2 separate regions of the Hordeum vulgare genome follow, and region 1 is linked to region 2. A link is a contact called in public Hi-C data. All regions are on one chromosome and are shown on one strand. Each heading gives the region's core, a stretch centred on a gene start, on an enhancer-like site or on the middle of the called end of the contact. The rest is flanking DNA. Distances are from core to core; before and after follow the strand shown.

The links. Hi-C and Micro-C count contacts between places; a contact is called where the count stands out from the background.
Region 1: a Hi-C map of seedling shows a contact between it and region 2, with 3 times the contacts expected there. The contact joins the promoter of LOC123402026 here to the promoter of LOC123402933 in region 2. A contact is called at or near these places in 1 of 6 Hi-C or Micro-C datasets (seedling) and 1 of 1 datasets of contacts at active chromatin or transcription factors (embryo).

The regions. Positions count from the first base shown.
Region 1 is chr6H:384,704,922-384,709,121 of MorexV3_pseudomolecules_assembly, forward strand. It overlaps LOC123402026 (protein ALP1-like), which reads left to right and starts at 1,477. Exons shown (of 2, transcript XM_045095881.1): 1 at 1,477-2,357; 2 at 2,447-3,241. The coding sequence starts at 2,289. The coding sequence ends at 3,148. It overlaps LOC123402027, which reads left to right and starts at 748. Exons shown (of 2, transcript XM_045095882.1): 1 at 748-963; 2 at 1,094-1,380. The coding sequence starts at 896. The coding sequence ends at 1,151.
Region 2 is chr6H:384,393,353-384,397,057 of MorexV3_pseudomolecules_assembly, forward strand. LOC123402933 (replication protein A 32 kDa subunit B-like) reads right to left here and starts at 2,349. Exons shown (of 10, transcript XM_045096902.1): 1 at 2,138-2,349; 2 at 1,929-2,039. The coding sequence starts at 2,269. It also overlaps the pseudogene LOC123405510.

The DNA of each region.
Region 1 (4,200 bases), core at 227-2,726, 310 kb after region 2:
TTTTTTGGCAGCTGGCGGCAAAGAACTTCTTTGCCATAAGTCAACAAAGGACAAAGATCAGGCAGATGGAAAATTCTTCCATTTCTGTAATGTTTAGGAAAATGTTAGGATGAGGTGTATATTTACGAAATTATACACAACAGACTTATTGCCACATGCTCGCCCTTGGCTGCACCTCATGCAATCGACACAACCAAACGAGGCAAAATGGAAAATTTTGACCAAAAAACAAAAGTATTTCACAAACTGAACCATGTTTGAAAAAAATTCATCTATCTGACCTCTTTCGTGGCGTCTTTCGCTTATGTGGCACACTACGTTATGTGACGCCTAAGCCATATGCGCCATACTGTACTGTGTGGCGTCTAAAAAATACGTCATATAATACAGTATGACACCTCACTGTCAAACCCCATAAAAAAGTTGAGTTGAATGATTTTTTTTTCATACGCGGTCTATTTTGTGAAAACATTCCGTTCACGGATGTCAATTTTGCCACCAACCACCACCGTACAACAAGGTCTGCAGCTACTCCGTGACGAATTCTACTTGAACTCCGCTAATTGCTTCACTCACTGGACAGTGGAGGCCAAGCTGGCAGCGTGACCCACTTCTTAAGAAGAAACATACGGAGAATGAAAATAGATAATGCCTGTGCGCAATCAGTGGCTTGTGGCGCACAAATAATCGGACGACAAGCCAGGTCGTACACGGACATGCCATACCTTAAGCCTTAAATCCCGGCAGAAGAACTTTACACCGGTACAGCCGCCCATTCCATGTGCATCATTTATTTGCGTCTCCTTCCAGCTTAGCTCCCTCCATATCCCTTTGCCTTCTCTTCCCCACATCATCATCATCACCCGTCCACAGGTGCGGATAGACCGACTCGGCGATGGAGCCCCCGCCTGCTCAGTCCATGTCTGCGACCGACGACCTCCACGACAAGAGCCTCGACGGATGGTACGTGTGCTAACTAGATCTGATTGGTTGGTCGACTGAGACTCCCGTGTTATTCTTTCCCCGCTCGGCCCTGTCCGCTCTCCGATTGATTGATTGATTGGTCGTGCTTAATTTGCACTTGATTTTGCAGCTGTTCTTGCTGCTACGACTGCTGCTCCAGCATCCTGGACTTCCTTTGCTGCGCTTGATGCTGCTCCTCCTCCTGCCGTTCCCTGGCTTCCGGCGGAAGCGCGCCGAGATGCCTGACTAAATATTTATAGTCTTTTTTATTGAGTTGAATATTTATAGTCTGTAAGGAGATTTATGGATCAACTGCTGTAGTGTGTTGACTTATCTTCCGCTAAAGTAGTCGTGCAATTTCATGTAGCAAATTTGCCGAAATTCTGTTTTTTTTAAAACTCAATACTTTGCATTAAACAGTGTGTGAAGCGAAGTCGCTCGCCACCGGAGCAGATACAAGCATACGCTACTTGATTACATATTCTGGTGCAATGCTCAATCTTATACCCCAAAACTTAGGCCATGTTCGAGACGTGGGTTTACAAAACAGAGGAAAAGAAGCATGCATAGGTATGGGATGGAGTGCAAACTGAAACCTACAGGCTTACAAAAAGAGGAATGGAAACTCGATGGAGTGTTCTGAACAAAGAAAAAAGAAATTGGAATCTGCACACTTCTCTAGGAAACATAACTAGCCGTCATGTGCCTGGGCATTGTATTCTTGCCGTTGATTTGTCTAGTCGTTGCTTCTTCTTTCTCTTGCTATATAAACGCACACAATGCACTACCAGCCACTTGCTTGTCATTGTCATCTCTTCTCCTCTCTTGTAAGAACTTCTCTAGGAACCCATAGTCCAGTCTTGTAGCAGCAATCCATACATTCCTCTAACCCCAGAATTCATTCATTCCTGAAGCTCAATGAATCAAAACTACAGCCGGCGGTCGAGAAACGAAGATGATTTTGTACATTTCATATTCCCTACATTACAAGGTAGCTCATCCCAATCATCTGAGAGGAGAGCAATACATACATCCATCCTGAATGGAGTTACTTATGTGTATGAAGCTCTTACCGGCCACGAGGTTCTATGTGAATGGCGGTTTCATATGGAGAGATCAATCTTTCAAGTTTTAGTGCAACAACTGTATGAAAAGCACCTTCTCCAGGATGCAAGGTATATCTCTTTGCAAGAGCAAGTAGCCATATCTTTATATGCAATATCAAAGAATGCAACCAACAGAACATTGCAAGACAGATTCCAGTACGGTGCGGATTCAGTTAGTACTTATTTCCATGCCGTGCTCAACGCGATTACTCGACTCACATGCAACTTCATACAACCTTCTATATACCAGCATCCCATATTAAGGCAACCAAAGTTTTTATACTTCAGGTAATTGTTTTCAAGTCCTATCATGCTGAATTGGTACTGTGTAAATCTAGCTTACATTTATATATCTAACTGTAGAATTAAATCAACAGAACTATATTGGAGCTATTGATGGTACTCACTTTCCCATGACTATTCCTCCTGGGCAACAAGATCCATACAGAAATAAAAAACAAGGTCTTTCACAAAATGTAATGGTTGCATGTGACTTTGACATGAAGTTTGTGCATGTACATGCTGGATGGGAAGGATCTGCATCATCAGATGCAAGGGTTTTGCAAGATGCACTAGACCATGGATTCAATGTACCACCTGGAAATTTTTATCTTGTAGATGCGGGTTATGCAAATACACCCCAATTCATTGCTCCATACCAAGGAACTAGATATCATTTACGAAAGCAAGGAAGAGTTCATCAAAGGCCACAATGCTACAAGGAGTTATTTAACCTTCGACATGCTCAACTACGAGATCATGTCGAAAGAATTATTGGCATATTGAAAGCAAGGTATCCCATACTAAAGGCAGCTACAATGTTTGATATTGACACACAAGTTGATATTGTAGTAGCTTGTTGTGTATTGCACAATTTCATAAGGCTCCATAATGGAGATATGACACTGCCTGACAGAGCTACAACGGATACTAATGAAAGCACTATGAAAGATGTACCAGGTGGTGATGCCAAATACAAAAAAGATGTGATTTTATTTAACAACTTGAGACAAGCTGGAAATGAGATGCGAGATGCCATGGCAATGCAAATGTGGGCAGATTACATTGCTAGAAGATAAGCATATGTATTGTGTATTTTTCTCTTAAGTTATGTAATTATTTGGTTGTATTGTACTCCACTCACTTAATAATATGATTATTTTAGCCAAACACTGCAAACAAGCATTGATTTAAGATCCATTTAATATTACATAAAAAGTTGAATGAGTTTGCCACTTCCATAAACATGTGCCTAGTAATGCACATGCACAACCTACTACAAGTTAACTATGACAAAAGGATCATAACCATGTGTCCAGAGATGCACATGTACAAAATATATCTCAATTTTAAGCTAGATCTTCCCTAGTACGAAATACTAGGTATTCCGAACTTTTCCAATCAACCAACCTAACTGTAATTTGTTGCTTGAAAATGATAGAAATACTTCTCTGTTCTCCTTGTTGGCGGTGACGATGTTTGCTGCTTTTAGCATATCTGCCATCGATAGACCCTCCAACCTTTCAAGTGCTTTGATGCATTTCTTGATGCTGAAAGGGTCCTTTAATTTCCTCTCCTCAATGGTTGCATACTTATTTGTTTCTTCCCTTATGAGTTTTAGGTATCTCTCATGGAAATCATCAATACTGGTCGTCTTTTGCTTTTTTGCCCTCCTCGTGCTATTAGCCTCAGGAGGTGAGCTAGATGGTCGAGGATTGCGATGTGCAACTTGTGGATTTTCATGCAAGGTTTGTCCAACGTGTTGTGAAGAAATTGGTATTGCTTCAACTTGTGGAGTAAGTAATGTCAAGTCATTTCCTTGGGTTGAGTTTGCCTCCACTTGACTGAATGTATTATTGCTAGGAAACCAATTTGTGTTTTCACTATCCTCTTCAATGTGAAATTGCGTGGATGAATCACCAGGAGCATGTATGGTTGGTGTAGGTGTGTGCAAATGCGCATCTAGCCCTTGCAATTGTGGTGAATGTGATGCTGGAAACTGTGAGGGTTGTGTTGCTTTGTTCGCATAATAATCCATGCCATGAAAACTCCTTCCCTGAGCATAGCGTCCTATATGAATTATGTAAAAGAAAAAAAACAGTTATAAGAATCAGCCAAAAATAATCTGGGC
Region 2 (3,705 bases), core at 1,099-3,598:
GGAGTCCCATTGGTTTAGGCCATTTATTTTTTTGAAACGCGGTCCCTTAGGTACCGACCTCATTAAAAAAGGTCGAAGAGAGTTGCCCGGTTAATAATCGAAAAATCGGGCTAAAACCGTCACAATGCGCCCGCCACAACAAGGCACACAAGGCGATCTGGCAACCTACACAAGAACACACACACGCCGCCAAGGGGAAGAGCTCCGTCGAGGTTGTACTCCGGTGTCATCGTCATCACGCCTCCGCGAGGGCAACTCCGACTTCACCATCGACGACCACCGATGTAGCCTCCACCGCAGACGAGCGTAGAGGCCTGCGTCGGACAACGCCAAACAGTCCACCACACGCGCCAGCGACCAGGCAGCTTCGACTCAGCCGACGAGCATTGTAGGATAAAAAGCATTGGGCCTGCGCCGAACCAGCGCCAGAACTGACCACCCGTCTTCACGTCATCGTCGCCGCAAGGTTCCTCCTCAAACAGCTCCGACTTCAGAAGACAAGAGAGGCACGGCGACCCCTCAAACACGCCGGATGAGACCGACTACCAGAGCCCAACAGCAAATCCTACTCCGCTTGAAGGGGCCATCGTTGCCACACAAGAAGCCGCGCAGATCAACCACATTGCCAGACAAGCCCCATCCGACCGCAATGTCGCGAGCGTCTAGCCCCTGGAGAGTGCAAACGAGATCCAAAGCTCTTCAAGACGACGCCCCCAAGGAGGAAGCGACGATGCCGACGCCGTCGTCCGACCCAACCAGGGCTAAGGTTTTCACCCAAAGAACTGGATCCGAGGGTGTGTAGGAAGAGAACTCCTCAACGGTGCCTCCAAGAAGGTGAGACGACATCCACAGACGCCGACACCGTCGGCCGGCAAACTCTTGCCCGGCAAGCTTTCACCCGGAGCACCTCCCAACACCACAACCCCACGCACGGCACCTCCGCTAGCACGCACGCCTCCCACCAAGCCATCACATCATGGCCACGCAGGAGCCGCCATCATGACCTGCGCCGCCTGCCCGCTAAGATAGCCACCATGGCCACGCAGGAGTCCAACCTTATCCTCCCCCCACCCCCACCCCCCCCCCCCCGCGTCGCCCCTCCTCTAGGGGCTCAGGGGAACCCCCCAGCGCGCCGCCGGGTTCAGGCCCTCCCTTCCGCCAGCCTAGCCACCGCCCGAGGACGCCGGCGGCGAAGGCCGCGCACGCTCCAAGTGAAGGTGGCGGCCGGACGCTTTCTCCTCGCGTCCTTTCCTTCGCCCGAGGAGGGGCGACGCGCCGTGCTGGATCTAGAGGCCGTGCTCGGGGTCAGGCGGCGGCGGCTGGCCCGTCGGCGATGGAGGGGTGGTGGCTGGTCCGTCTGCGCAGAGGTGGTGGTGGCTGGCCCATCAATGCAGAGGTGGTGGCCGAGGCTTCGTCTGCGGGGCGTCTTGGGGCGGCACGGCAGTGCTCCCAAGCACCGGACGGCGTGGATCTGTGTAGGCCATTTATGCCCCAGTATAGATTGTGGGTGTGGACAGGAGAGCAACAGAAATTACATAACTTGAGCAAATGCAATATGGTCGCTAACCAAGGCATTGTTTCTTTCCCTACTGCATAGCTGAACCAATACACCTGGCCAGTGTTATATGTTCAAATTTTAAATCCAATTGCCTTGGTAATAATAATTTCAGAACGGACATGCTTCAGTCCGGAGGAAGGTTCTTCTTTTTTTCCAAGGAAGGTGTCAGCCGGACTAAAATCCGCTCTACCAACTACGATGTGATGTGAAACCTTTCACAGCAAGCATACAAAACAACTCGAACCAATGCTCGAAAGAAACGGTTTTTTTCCCAAAAGGAGAAACGATTCTTTACAATGTCATTAAGCACCTGGTGAACAGGTGTTCAGAGAAAAAGAAAAAGCACCGGGCGAAGAGGCAGGGTCCGTACCGTGGACACCTCGGTTCCATTGACAGCGAAACTGGACTTGTCGTCGTTGGTCTGGGTGGCGTCCATAATCTGCTTGACGGTGAGCGGGAGCAGCGTCTGCGCGCCGCGACTCTGAGCGCACGGCGAGCCCAAGGAGGGAAAGGGAAATCAGATTTGGGGGCCGAAAAGAAAACATGGGGAGACTGGGCGGGATTCCTAGGAAGACGTACCTTGCTGATGCCGCCGCTACCGTCCGGGGTGTTGGTGGTCTGGGAGGGCATGAAGCCGCCGCCGCTGAAGAGGGTGTTGGCGTTGGCGGCGCCGCCGCCGTTTCCGTCGTAGTGGTCGCCTCCGTTGTACATGGTGAGGCCCTGTGGATGAAAACCCTAGCCTTGCCGCGGAAGGAGGGGAGGGGAGGTGGGGAGGGGCGAGGGCGGGAGAAGGGGGGAGGGGCGGTCCTTTTGTTTTGTGGGAAGGGAAGGGAAGGGGGCTTCTCCGGTACGACACCTTGGTCTCCGCGGCGCGCGGCCCATTGGATCGGCAGGCGCACGTCGCCGGGTGGCGGTGCGGCGCAGCGTCCCGCGCCGCGCATCTGATTGGTTTGGATGCGTGCGCAGAAGCGGTGCGGCTCGCGGGTTTGAGCAATATTGTGATCTATACCTCATCTTATATTTAAAATGTATAATAGTTCATTGTAAAAATATAATAGTACTTTTTATTATATGGTTCACCTTTCATACTCACAAAAGCCTTAGAGCACGTGCTAGAGCTGGCTCCTAACTAAGAGCCCGCTTACCTTCTCTCTCCTCTTCTCTTTCCTCTAACTAAACAAAAATATATTAATTTATTTCTTATAGCCAGCTGACTCAGCTCTATTGTACTTGCTCTAACAAACCTCGCATTCCGCCGGGCTGCAAACGCGTTGTTGTGAGCCGACACAGGGCTTGCACAGATGCAGACCCGTATAATGGATCCGTAAAAAAGCATGTTCATGGAATATTTTTTTTACGGGTTGGCTTCTGCGGGTTCTGATATGGCGCAACTCCTTCCGATCCGTAAAATTAGATTTGCAACTTAAATTGATCTAGAACAATGCTTTTTTTGCTAGAATCTAGCACAACATTATCTTTACCTAATAATAAAGAGGCTATCGCTTCCGTCAGAAAACCCACCGCGGTGATTTTAAAAAAAGTCCTAGGTGTTTTCTAAAATTAACCAGCAATCCAATTGATAAGTGAAGCTGAATCGGTATGTGCGGGAGAAAAAAAATACCAGACCACCCACGACCTTACCTCCCATCTCGAGCGCCAGCGCGCCGCCACCCCCTGCCACGGCGTCGTGCGCCGCCGGCCCCAACTCCTCCAATGCTCACCTCCGTCCCCGCGCGCCACCGCCCCAGATCCGGGCCTCCCCGCGTGATGGCCGAGGCTCCTGCGGGCGAGCCGCTGGGCGGAGGAGGCGGAGAGCCGGCACCGCGCAGAGGAGGAGGCGGAGAGCCGGCACCGCGCAGAGGAGGAGGCGGAGAGCCGGCACCGCGCAGAGGAGGAGGCGAAGGCGGCGGCCGCCGCCAACGGGGACGGGGACGGGGACGTGGGCAACAACATCTACACCTCTGAGGACGAGGGCACCGAGAACTACGGCCGCGACGGCTACCATGTCGTCCGCCCCGGGGACAACTTCAAGCAGGGCCCCTACGTCATGCAGTCCAAGCTCGGTTGGGGCCACTTCTCCACCGCCTGGCTCGCCTGGGACACCGCCCACTCCGTACGTGCTCACCACCCCCTCGCCTCGCCGTGAA